Linked DNA regions of Gossypium arboreum: region 2 is linked to region 1. A link is a contact called in public Hi-C data. All regions are on one chromosome and are shown on one strand. Each heading gives the region's core, a stretch centred on a gene start, on an enhancer-like site or on the middle of the called end of the contact. The rest is flanking DNA. Distances are from core to core; before and after follow the strand shown.

Evidence for each region. Hi-C and Micro-C count contacts between places; a contact is called where the count stands out from the background.
Region 2: a Hi-C map of leaf shows a contact between it and region 1, with 4 times the contacts expected there. The contact joins the enhancer-like site here to the promoter of LOC108486541 in region 1. A contact is called at or near these places in 3 of 5 Hi-C or Micro-C datasets (all in leaf).

The regions. Positions count from the first base shown.
Region 1 is chr6:135,510,455-135,517,655 of ASM2569848v2, forward strand. It overlaps LOC108486541 (aldehyde dehydrogenase family 3 member H1), which reads right to left and starts at 2,820. Exons shown (of 10, transcript XM_017790652.2): 1 at 2,131-2,820; 2 at 257-325; 3 at 60-156. The coding sequence starts at 2,355.
Region 2 is chr6:135,627,671-135,634,871 of ASM2569848v2, forward strand. LOC108484463 (IAA-amino acid hydrolase ILR1-like 6) reads right to left here. Exons shown (of 5, transcript XM_017788254.2): 2 at 6,784-6,909; 3 at 3,667-3,981; 4 at 3,446-3,574; 5 at 2,670-3,365. The coding sequence ends at 3,000. Among protein-coding and RNA genes, the nearest start is that of LOC108484463, 4.5 kb to the right of the region's middle. Within about 2 kb of position 3,206, at least 2 of the 2 cell types and tissues checked have an H3K27ac peak or open chromatin away from gene starts, as enhancers often do. A contact at or near this core is called in leaf, where this site is marked.

The DNA of each region.
Region 1 (7,201 bases), core at 1,570-4,069:
GGTGATAAAAAAAAGACAAAAGACAGTTCTGGACATGTCCTTAAGGATGTTCAACATACATAAAGGATAGTTCCATGCTGAGATTACTAACACGACACCCAATGGCTCAGATACTATTTCAGCGGATGATGGAAATGTAGCCAATGAAGTTTTTGCCTGCAGAAAAGGGAAAGCTAATCATATTCAACTCTTTTAATGTCAAGAAGAATCCTTCATGAAAGCTTCCACCCAGCTGAGAGGTCTTGAAAAAGTTTACCTTTTCTGGCATCATCCAATGCTTCATTTTTTTCAGTGCCAATTTACAGGAGTTCTTTAGCATTGCTATCTGCAGAGTAAACCAAGCCAAATCAGAGGAAGACCAAAAATGTAGTATTTCATTTGGGACTTACATAGAGAAGAACTATGGAAGAAAATTCTGGAGGCTAAGTTTAAACAACTAATATAGTGTTGCCTACTCCATGGTACCGTGTTTCAGAATAGCATGATACTCCTAGATTTTAACAATCAGGTGTAGTCTAAAATGTCAACTACTAAGAATTATACAAATTTAACAAGAGAAAGACAACTCCAGATAAAATTGTCTATGTGACAATATTTCAGTTCCTCCTGAACAAGTCATCTTAATAATTTTTTTTTTATCAGTTAAAAGCCTAAAAACATATAGTAGGAAGCTAATCAAAGCACTTAATAAAAATGGACACTAAGACCGAGAAGAACCATTTAGAAAACCTAAATAAAGAATCTCCTTGTTGAACTTCATTCGCTATTAAATTAATCAACTTAAGCACAGAAACCAACTTCAATGAAGATATAAGTTTAAGCACTTCGCTCAGATACTTCTGCTTTTAAACATGTAGCAAACAATTATCATTATAATCAGATAACTGCTGAAAGTTGAAATAATTCTTTAGAATTGAAATAATCAATGTTCATCTAGATTTTAAATTCCCTATTATCCAGTGACTCTCACATTAATCCTTCACAAATCACAGTTATAATTATCCTTGGGGTTGACTATCTGTAATAGCCAAAACTCCAATCATCACATTATGTTCAAAATAACAATAGATAACAAGACATGTCTCTGTGTGTGTGTAACTATTCTCTTTCTTCCAGTTTTTATCCAGCTACTAAAGTAATTCCCTGCATTCAAATTCAAGTTCAACTCTACTAGTTAAGGCTGAACTCAGCAATTATCCAACCCAAAGCCTGAAAGTAATAATTCTAAAGAATCGTCGAAGTGGAACTATCAACTTTCTGTAGGGAAAAAAAGGCTGAAAAAAAAAGAAGAAAACACCAAAAACGGATAGATTTTCTGGATACAGTTACATCCTGTCGGTACATTTCCTGACAATGTCTGCTAGTTGGATTAGCAATAAATCTTGGAGTACTTGAGTTCTACCCGTTTAGAACTATCGAGTATTTAATGGCTAGCAATTATTTTCTAAAGCCTGAAAATGACCGACCATTTCCGTGAGAGAAAAGCCAACTGTTTGCATGTCATAAATGCTACTTCTTTCCACCAAGATTTCAAGTGTGTCACGCATTTTTGAACCTCTAAAAACATTGCACACCAAAAAAACAATCTTTAATTCCCAAAATTTCCCAATTGCGTGATTCATGAATTTCAGGATACCCACTTGAAAGTTATAGCGAAACAAGGTTTCACAAGAATTTATAAGTAACACAAAGGATATCTATTTGTATGGGAAAAGAACAAACAGAGCCAATCAGCTTTAAACAATTGAAGCAAAAACAGCTTTAGAGACAAAAAAAGTGGTTGAAGTTCTTTATTAGGAACCAAATATATTCTAATTTCTGGAGACAAGTCGACTATCAATTAAAGTTTTTACTTAAACTTACAATTAAAATCTGAATTAAGTCAAGGTGATTTTTTTATTTTTAAAAAAACTCATAGTTGATTAGGCATCAAGTATCGGAAATAGCTGACTTTCAGCCGCCCATTGACTCCGTACTAATACTATGATCCATAGTTCATGATATAACTCCACCGCCTTCTCATCAATTTTAAATTTAATCAAATAAAAAACAATTCTAATCTAAAATCAATTTTTTTTTTAAATTATTGAAATAAATACTACAAATTAAAATGAAAAAAATTTATTTGACCTCGTAGATGGAGGATTCGAGTTCCGGCTTGGAAAGATCGTCGCGAAGAGCGGCGACAATTTGCGGCTCGTTCTCGTCCATCATTTTCAACATGGCTTTCAACTGAGTTCTTCTCCATTCGTAGTCTTTCGTCTTTCCCGCTACGAAGCTAGCTCTCAACTCCTGAACCACTTCCTTCGCGGAATCTATATCGAAAACCGCCTTCTTCTCCACTTCGCTCGCCATTATTATCCAAAAATAAAGCTCAGAGAAAACAATAACAAAACCGATATTGGATTCAAACTTTGAACTTGATGCTTATAGAAGAGGCGAGCAAAATAAAACTGACAATACTGATTTGCCTTAGATTTTCTTAAAGAAAACGCAGGCGTCACGTTAAAAGTAACGATATAGCCGCATCCATATATATAGTGGAGGAGTCGTGGACTTGGCGCCTTATCTATGGCGTTCCTTCGTCATTCGTCAACTCATTACCGAGAGTTATTTTACACGCGTAGAACTGAGCGCGTGCCTGATGGGCTCTCTTTTAATTTTATTCCGGCTGTCTTGGACAAATAAAATATTGAATTCTGGGTTAATTTAAATTTACATAAATAAAATGTGGTGGTGGCTGTTTTTATCAAATTTGGGGGTATCCGCCAAAAGCAATATTCTACTAAAGAAAACAAATTTAAATTCTCGAGGGGACGACGATTACAATTTTAGGGTTTTTTCACATTTCTTCTCTATCTATACCGATGTGATGACTTTTTTCTTTTGACGTGACATTTATTTATATTATAGGTATAATAACTTATTTTGTAAGCTATTTAATTTTTATATTTTTTAATTTATATTATTTATGGAATCATCCTTAAAAAATTTAAAATTTATTAATTTTGTAGAAATTAATTAATTTTTTAATTAAAAATACTTTTTAGAATTTTAATATTTTTATTTTAAAATTTTTATATATTTTAATTTTAAAAATAATTAATTGTTTATATTGTCACATTAGCAAATTTAATGAAGTTAATTTCTCCGTTTATTTGTTTGATTTGATAAACAACACAAATTTAAGAGTTAAAAATAAAAAATTAAATGAAAAGATAAAATGACTCTTTTTGTGAAGTTTGAGAGAAAATGAATTAAGTTGATTTACAAAGTAAAACAAACACCAATTTAATTAGGTAATGGTTAAAATATTATTATTTTACAAAATAAATTAAATTATTTTGAGATTAATATCATATTTGGTACTTATACTTTCATAAAATATCTTATATGTTACTTATACTTTGAAAACATCTAATGTTCTACTTGAACTATCAATATGTTTTTTATTATAGTACATGTACTTTTATAAAATATTCAATTGTCGTATATGCTTTGAAATGTCTATTGTGGTACCTAATTTATTAATGTATTTTTTTATTATGATACATGTACTTTTATTAAATGTCCATGTAGTATTTGTATTTTGAAAAATCCAATATGATACTTAAACTATTAATATGTGTCTTATTATGGTACATGTTAACGTCGACAATGAATTGCTAAATTGACCAATAAAAATTCGCACGTATAATTTTTTTAAATCATCAAGTAACATTATCTTAAAAACTAAAAAACTAAATTAAATTAAAAACAAATAATTAAATATATGATTAATAAAAAAAGGAGTAAATTCTAAACTTACATAAAAGTATATAATAAAAATATTATTTTAAATTGAAAACTCTTTGGAGAAGATGATCATTTACTTAAATGGAGCAAATGACGTTTTACTTATTTAAGTTTAGTAAATGTTGACTCATTACGATATAAACTTATTTAATTTTTTAATAATATAAGAACTAAATTAATCCATTTAAATATAAAAGGATTAATTTGATCCAATTCATAAAATACATTAACCTCCCAAAAACTTTAACCCTTTAAAAATCACTTAAAAACTACCCACTCCTCAATAATATTTGTTTTAGGCTTAATGCACAATTTAGTCCCTGAAATATATTATTTTTCTCACTTTAGTTCTAAAAGGATTTTTAGCTCACTCCGGTTTCTAAAATTACTAAACGTTCTAAGTTCAATCTTTTGGAGTTAAAACTAACAACGAGGATATCCAATCAATCATATGATGTCACGTGTTATATGATGATATTATAATGATGTCATTATCTAAAAAATCTTTAAAAATTATTAAAATATTATAAAACTTAATAAAAATATAAAATTACAAAAACAATATAAAAGTAAAAAAGTTTACTATTTTTTAAAACATTAGAAATTTTAATATCTTAAAATTTTATAGATCACATTTACTAGAGCTTGAACATTGGTCATTGTCTCTTAGAATAATACCACTCACGATAATTGTTTTATAATTCAATCAATCAAAATTTACAATTGGTAAAATTTGAATAAAATTTTTCAAATTTTTAAATAATAAAATATAATGTTATTTTAATTACATATTATTATTAATTATTTCAATTTTATTATTATCTCAAGACAAATTATTTATCTCTAAACCAATATCTTAAAATTATTGTCAAGTGTTTGACCATTTTAAAAACTTTAGTACAAAATAAAAAGAGCACGTGCACGATGATGGCTAGAGACATTAAATAGAGAACCAAGTCGAATAAACATGCTCTAGTAACACTCGTAAAGTCTTAAAATTTGATGTATTTTAAATATTAAACATTTGATATAATAAATTATTCAATTTTTATTAAAATATTTTTAAAATACAGTTTCTATAAAATTTTATTGTATTACAATATACCATTTTATATTAAGTTTTTTTAACGTGATTAGCGAATGTGTACTTTATTCTAATATACAATATTTTTACTAATTTTTTAAAATTTTAATTTTTTACAACTTTCTATTATTTCTACTAACTTTTATAACTTTTTACAATATTGTAAAATTTCTAATAATTTTATAATTTTATATATATTTTAATATTTTTTATTTTTATCATTTTAAAAATTTCTAACATGTTTTATTTTTAAATAATTATATTTTTATTTATATTAGTATGTTTTAAATTTAATTTTTCTATATTTTTAAAGTTTTTTTGAATGATGATGTCATTGTATGCACGTGAGAATATATAATTGGTTTGATATCTCAACCATTTTTTTAATTTCCAAAAATTGAACCGAAAACATATAATATTAGAAATTAAAGTGAACCAAAAAATTTAAATATTAAAATAGAAAAATAATATACTTCATAAACTAAAGTAAGTAATAAACATTTATTTTATCTTATACAAAATAATAATAAATCTCTTCTTCTCCCTCATTTCTCATATAAAAAAAAGCTCTTACCATTTTTATTTTACATTCAGTAATTTTAAAATTTAATAAAACATCACCTTAAAACAATTATCCATTTTCTATAAATTACTCACTTAATTTTCCTAAAAATACAATAAAACCAATAATATTATATTAGCATAATGACAAGTTTTGCCCTTAATTTTTATAATTTTAGCTAAATTTGGTCTTCAACATTTTTAAAATGAGTTGAATTAGTCCATCGACTTTTCAAAAGAGTAAAAACAAATCCTTTTAACAAAAATATTGACTAAAATACTATATTTTCAAACATAACTGTCCGCATGACAATACAGTACTTGTACTTCATGCTTATTTTTATTTTTGAATATTTTATAATTTTACTTAATTAACGTGACATATAAAACAAATTGTACTATGTCAACATGAAATAAATATAAATACCATGAAAGTTTTCACGCCAACATCGTTATAAAAACTAATATTTTCTTTAAGAAATTATAACATGGATAATATCATTCTAAACGTATTACAGAATATATATTACTAATTTGCAAATTTTTAAGTAAAAAATATGAAAACTGATTTTGCAATTTACATAAATTAAAGTTTTGGTAAGTTTCACATTCAATTTTGATTTTTTTTTAAAAGATGATTCTCCATCCATTACAAACCTGTTTAAAAAATAATTTAAATAAAATTTATTAGTTAAAATCATATTTAAAATATAATTATTAAAAAACAAATAAAAATTTAACAAAAATATTTAAAAAGACATTTGTAAACATTGTCTGAAAATATTTAAAAATAACAAAGAAGTTATTAAAACAGAAAAATAAAAACGATATAATTTATAAAAAATAAAATAATATAAACATACCTTTTCAATAATATGGTTTTATATATTAAAGTTTTACTAATATATGGAAAAAAAGCTTTTGATTTGTTTCTTGCTTAAGTAATATGGGGACATCAATAAATTAAGTTGCCTTATGCCCATGCCCTATCACTTTCTCGTATGTTTTATGTATTTTGTTTTTCACTGGAAAGAAAAAAAAAATTTTGTTGCAGATTTAATTTTGGTTCGATTAGTATGTTTATTGTTATCAATGTAGAAAGATGTAAGTTGGAGTATCTTTGAAATACATTATCCTCCTATTTAAGGGTTGGAGAGGATTATAGGTAATTATAAATTTAGTTGCTAATGTTTATATTGTTTTTAATTTATTTTTATTATTTTTAGTTCAATTTGGTCCTAAATGGTTTAAAAGCAGTGAATTTAATTATAAATCTTTCAAAAGAGTCGATTATTTTTTAACAGAACTAACATTAAATTTTAAACATAACAACCTACATAGCAATTCATGTGAACTTTATGCTACTTTTTTAAATTTTATGAACATTTTATATTTTTAATATTTTTATAATTTTAAAATTAATTGTTGATCACATATCGAACAAATAGTGACATGTTAGTATGAAATTTATATGGATAGTTATATGGGTTGTCACTCTAACATCATTAAAAATTATATTTTAATCAGCATTTTATTAAAAATAATTCAACTTTTTAAAAGGTTAAGGGTCAAATTTAATTGAAAAAAATTAAGATCAAATTAACAAAAATACAAACATTGAAAGCTAAATTTATCATTATACCAATATAAAACGAAAGAAATTTTTACTTTTTAATATACAACGCCATATATATATATATATATATATTTAGAGTCAACAATATAATTTATTGTATTAATATATATTTATTGGTTTCATAG
Region 2 (7,201 bases), core at 1,956-4,455, 120 kb after region 1:
ATATAATAAACTCAATTAAACAATGAAAAATAATAAATTCTTAAATATACATTTGTTTAATTTAAAATGACTTTTATGAAATATTTTCAAGAAATCTACCAAAAGCAGAAAATATTTACACAAATTTATCCAAACACCAAAAAAATAAATTATTTTCTAGAAAATATTTTATTGGTAAACAAACAGAGCTTAAGTGTGGGTCATGAATATTTGAAATATGCCCTCATGGAAAACAAGGCCCAACACGTCATCGATTTGTATGAAAAATGTCAAAAGTTTGCATAACCATCCAAGTTTAGGCTTCCATAAACAAAGGTACATTGTCATTTATCCGCATGCCTTAGAATGATTGACGAAACAATAAGGTTATTTGATTACCTTTAAAATGTCAATTGTGGTGTTTGCAGTCCACCACAAGGCCATGCCCTCAAAATGGCCATTCGGTTTCAAAATATATAACCTTTTCTAAATACATTTTTACTTATTTTTTAGATTATTGAGATTTTCATCTCACGTGCTAATGAAATTAAGAAAAAAAAAACAGATATTGTTCCAAAAACACAAATTGCTTTCACCTAAAGACCCATGATTGTCATGATTATCAAATTTCATGCGTGAAAATCCACAAAAGTTCTTCAACAAAATCTCTTGTTTTCTTTTTAGGCTTTGATAATGGATGGACCCACAAAAGGACCAAATCAGGTCACATGGTATTGAATTTTGAGGTCATCTCTTTCAGTTCTTGCTTTGAGGTTGTAAAGAATAAAGATCCCTTGACTACTTCTCCTAAAAAAGGAAGAAGAAAATTAGATGACAAAGTCCAATATTTTGGCTGAAGTTCATACATTGTTTCTTTATACTTTATCTCTTTTTCATTGTCAAAACTGTAATACTAAGACCCACCAGACCGTTCATGATGGGACATGCGATCAAATTTGGCCTTTCTGGGTTTAGATTTGAGAAGATGAATCTCCATCATTTCTATAATATAAAAGCAAAAATGAAATCAAATTTTATAAAAGGTAAAAGTGTATTGTATTGGGCTTCACTTGGTACTTCGTAATGAAGACATCAAATTTCAACATAATGTGTGTTTTTTTAGTAGAGTCCAAAGGAATAGCTGAAATTGAGCTTCCACATCTGTAGCCCAACATTTCTCATATATATGCTTAAGAGTTAAAAGGACCCTTAATTATCAATTGAATTTTTTTTTTTAAACTATATCATGTTGAGTCTTTAATGATAAAAAAAAATGCATAACAAAAATAGTTAGTTGAGAGACGGTATAATCGCTAATGACGTTGATGTGGTTGACGATAACCGTCAATAGATGATATGCAGCATGCTATATCGAGAAATTTTTAAAATAAAAATTAAAAAGCTTAGTCATTTGAATATGAACAATCATTTGTCTAGATTTAATGAAATTACCGTTAAAAATTTAACGGAATGATATGAAATATTTTTAATAAGATATAATTTATTATTTTACATGTGAAAAATAATAAAATAAATAAATTATACATGATTAATAAATCATCTAAAAATATTTCAAAATTAATTCATACGTTTATTTACTGAGAGGATTCAAAAGATAATTAATAAATCAAACCGAAAATACTAAAGGTGTGCATTCATTTTGAAATTTTCTTTAAATAATTATGTTTATTTTCTTTAAATTAAGAGCTATTTTTTAAAATTGTGAATTATTTATTTATTTTCCACACGTAATTATTTTATTTGGTTATCTAAGTAATAAATTACATCTCATTAAAAATATTCCACATATGAAATTCCACATCATCCGTTAACTTTTTTAACAGTACTTTCATCAAATCTATTTAAAAAAGGAATTTGAAAAAAAGAAAGAATAAAGGTTGATGGCAAAAAAAAAAAGGCTCAAAAATACAATTAGGACAATTTTGATAAAACATATAAACGTTAGTGGCCAAATTTGTCATTAAGCCTTATTTTTATCACTAACTAACTAACAAAAAATAAAATTATAAAGAAAGTAGCATAAATAGACAAAGAGTAAAGAACAAAGAAAATAAAGAGCAAAAGAGAGCGTATCTTATTAATCAATAAGAATATTTATAAAGCTTCTCCAAAGTCTCTATTTGTAGACATAAGAAATACAAATATACTTATAATAACTATTAGAATTTAAAGTACATCAAAACTTATGTTAATGTTAATGGACATCCACTTAATAAAATATTCATATCATAAAGAAATTTGAAATCACTTGAAAGCAACTTAAAAATAATAATAATATTTGTTGACAATCTCATTATAGGTTAGGACTATATCTGACTATTTTTTAAACAATGCCTAAAATTATTCATAACCCCTTCTCAAACTTATAAATAGGAGATAATGAGTTTCAACACACTTAAATCTGTATCCTTCTACATTCACAACAATATCCATACCAATAGAGTTAAAATTGAATAGTATTTTTACAATAAATTCATATTTAAATTTCCATGATTCAAACAATGCTCAATTTTTCTTTTTCTTTTTTTGAATGTCTAAATTTTTTCTCTCTATTCATAAGCTTCATACGAGGGAGAAGAAATACATTGGAAGGAGCCCAAAAAAAAGAAAAGAAGACCTGAGATACCCCGAGCCCAGAGCCCATCTCCTTACAGCCAATCACTACCAAATTTCATCTTAACCGAGGTAATATAGTCGGTTGCATTAAATAAATCATAAAATATTTGCCTGGTTAAAGCATCTTAATGCTCTGAACAGAAATAGAGTTGAACGCAAAGTAGCATTAATTGAAACATTTAACACTGTTACAAGTTCAAAGAGCAGAGCATGGCATCCTCTGCTCAGTTCTTTACATCGCCAAAAGTTGAAAACCTTTGCCCTTTCCACCACCCTAACTATGATCAAAATCACCAGAGCACATGCATTGCCAATTCTCTCAATAATCAGTGCTCAACCCAGTTGGGGATAAATAAACCACAGATATAAAGCCTCTTTCCTTTTCAGCCATGCTCGTTGAGGTACCTTTCAGCAATGGTGGCATGAACCGCAGCACCAATGGGAAGAACATCTTCGTCGATCATGAAATACGGCGAGTGACCGGTGTGTGTCGATCCCAAGGTCTCGTTTCTTACGCCGATGTAGTAGAAAGCTGCCGGAACTACCTGGGAGTAAAAGGAGAAGTCCTCCGCACCCATCATTGGAGGGACCACCCTGAAATTTGGTGGTCCTAGCAAATCAGTGGCCACTTTCTTTACGTGCTCGTACATACGGTCGTCATTCACTGTTGGGGGATAGATTGTTGATTCTTTTTCAAAGAAATCGACCGTCGCCCAACATCGGAAAACATTGGCCTGTTCGACGATTACCTGTGTGTGTTTCCATGTCGAAGAATGTTAGAATTGTGAAAATAAGGACTCCAAATCTAAAAGTGAAAACTGCGACGAACCTCTTCGATTCTTTGGAGAAGATTGTAAAAATTGGCGTTGGAGAAAGCCCTGAAAGTACCTCCTATGACCACCGTTTCAGGGATCATGTCAAGATTATTGCCTCCATTGAAAGAAGTGACCGAGACGACCTGCATGCATTTGCATTACAAGATTTAAACAAGTTTAAAAAAATTTCCCCATGTTTTGGAAGTTGGAGAAATTTATAAAACAAAACTCAGACCTGGGAATCTAATGGATTTGATTCACGAGAAACAATTCCCTGTAAACTAATTACGGCAGCTGATGCAGCCAAGATTGGGTCGACGGAGTGATGGGGGCTGCCGGCAAGGCCTTTTCTTCCACTGATAACAGCTCGAAAGAAGCCGCAGCCGGCAAGAAGAGGACCAGGCCTTGAGCCGATAATACCCGTGGGGTGTTCGTGGGATACATGGACTGCAAAAATGGCCTCTACGTTTTCCAATGCCCCATCTCCGATCATCCGCTTAGCACCATTTCCGGCTTCCTCTGCCGGCTGAAAGATCACTATCACAGTTCCCTAGACACCCAAAGTATATTTAATTAAACATATTACTTAAAAGGAATAATACGAACAAATACGGTAGAAAATAGAAATACTATGATAGAAATATTAGAATTTTGGTCATTATTAGTAGTAAATTACACTAATAAATTTTTTCACCCAATTATAAAAAATTATAAAATAGTTTTTTAATTATTTATTTTTGCCTTTTTATCACTCAATAATCTTTGAATTTTGGATTTTTCAAATTTATGTTAACCAGCTGATAATGGAAAAAACAAACATTGAATAGTTGAATTATCTTTTGTAATATTTTATTATTGTTATTAATAATTAAGTAATTATTTTTATAATTTTTAATAATTAAGTGAATAAAACAATTTATTTGAGAAATAATAATAACAAAAACAAATAGCAAGCATGCGTAAAGTAAAAATTGAAAATAAAATAAAACCTGCTAGTGTTGTATAAATAAATTATCCCATTTTGTCTTCTTCTTAAAGCTTCCCACGACCAAACAAATTGTTCATAGAAAATGCAGATATTTTTTTAATGTAACAATAGTTAAATATTGATTGATTTTTATAATATTAAATGTTGGTTTGATTGATAAAAAACCAAATTAACCACACGTGGTTAGATGGAAGGAAAAGAGAAAACATAAAATAATGATTTTATACAAATGAGGACAAAGATTGGACATTATTGAGCAAGCAACTTAGGTTTATGTCACAGTCTGGAGACATAATATATGAATATCCATCCAGCTGTATGTATTTGGACTGTATCCGTATTCAATACGAATATATACACAGCCATGAATCCAGAGAAAGAATATATCTTATTGATATACTGTCTTTTTCAACAAGCTTTAACTATGACTTGCAGGAATTTCTATCAACATGTACAACAAAACATTAGGGAAAATTTTATTCTTCTTCCACACAACTTTATGTCCTTGATCAAGATTCCTTCCCATGTATAAAGGTAGGCATAGGATGGAAAGTAAGTTATCATGCTTTAATTAAAAACATATTTCTTTAAGCTAATATTTGATGCATTGTAGGGTTTATAATTTTATCTACTCAATAAACTAAAAATAACATGATATCTTCTTTTTTTTTAAAAAAAAATTTAATCTACTTAATTTTATTTTAGATCTTATTAAGAATTTTATTTTGAATGATACGTTATTATTTAATAGGTTGTAAAGTGATAACTATAAGAATATATGCTTGCCAACAATCTCTTGGCTTAGCAATAAGAGTATTTGTGTTGTGACATGAGAGCTGGGGTTCAATCCCTAACAACCTCACCCCTAATCCTAATTATAATTTATATATATATATATATATATATATATAAAAAGAATATATGGTTAAACAATTTGAAAACAAAGATTATTTATTTGACCCTCCAATTTTATAGAAAAATATATTTTAGTTTTTATTTAATTTTTATCTCTTTTAACCCTTAAACATGCATTGTTTGTCAAATCAACCCCAAAATGCACCAAAAAATTAATGTTTGTTAACTTTACTGATGTGGCATCCATGTGCCTACCATTTAAAAATAATTTTATACTTTTCAATAATGTTAATAATTTCTTAATGTTTTTAATATTTTTAAAATTTTAAATATTAAAAATTGATTAATTACTAACATAATATTTACGTGACAATTTATGTGTATACCAGACAAAAAATTAAATAGAAAGTTAAAATAATTTTTATTATAAAGTTGAAGGAAAAATAAATTATTATTCGATTTTAGCACTTAATTTATTTTCCCCTTTTGAAGGAGCAATTTTCCCCCTTTCTTGACCTCTAAAGGTTCAAATTTTTTAGATGAAAAAGATGGCCAAGTGTTCCAAAAAGCATGAGACGAAAAGGGGTTCCCAAAAAAAAGAGAGCATAGATTCAAACACTAATTCCTAAAATGTAGCCATGAGTCAACGGGCAACCCATGTTTGATGGTAAATTTCATTTGATATAAATGAAAGTAGTAAAGTTAATCGGGTTAAAGCATTTAATATCTTTTAGTTTAAGAAATATGTATATAAGGGTATTGGTTGTTTATTGGTTGGAATTAGTATATTTATAATTAGTTGTAATGATTAATTTTTTTATCGTGAGTCTTCTTTAAAAGATAAACGATTGATGATTAATTGTAAAGATCAAACCTCAATTTTATGACTAAAAGATTAAGTAAAGAACCATTATGTTAAATCATCATCTATTTTAAACTTAAACAATCCATCAATTTTGATTGGGATGTAAAGGGGAAGCAGGCCATGTGATGAGAAAGGGATACATTTCCTTATGGGTGAAGATTTGAAAAATCATATTGCTTGAATTTATTTTTCAGAAAACATTATTATTAAGTTAGAATTCTTGTGATAACGATGAAAAGGGTAGAAAAAAAAAAAGAGGGAAAAATGTGAGTCAACCAAATGACAATGAAGATAAAGGCGAAAGGTAGCGATAAATGTGTGAAAGAATTGATTACAAAAACAACGAAACATGTAACCATCACATGCTTTTTTGGGCTACACATGGTCGAGGGTCAAATAGTTTGCTAGGAAACAAATATTGGGTGCCCTTTCCATTTATCACCAGCCAACACTACATTTCTTGCCTAAATGGGTCGTCAATTTTTTTTTTGTACTTTTTCTTTACCCATTTATCAATTGGATTAATCTTGAGTTTGTTTAAACTTGTTGCTTTAGCTTTGCATCTAAATTGATTGCCATTGAGATATACACACTTAAACTAGATGCATTCAATGCGTAAGAAGGGATTAGAACTTGGATTTTACCTTCAAAAGGTGTTCACGATTCTTCAATATTTTGGCAGCACCAACAAGCATTGCAACATGTGCATCATGGCCACAAGCATGCATTTTTCCGGCAACTTTGCTTTTATGCTCCCATTCTACAGCTTCCTAAAATTAAATTACTCCACATAAGTGAAAAGAGGGCATGGCAATTTTCCTAAATTATTTAGATATATAAAAAAAATCAAATTATATACTTGGAGGGTTCAATGGGGGACCACTACCCTACAAGTCTTTAAGATTCCTTAGAATTTCCAAGTACAAAATTGAATTTTGAAGTACAAAATTGAATTTATTTTAAGATCTTTTATCATTATGTTAAGATAATTTTATCATTGAAAACTGTACATTCTATTTTTTGTCTTATTTAATTTAAAAGTACATTTCTTGTCCTCATGTT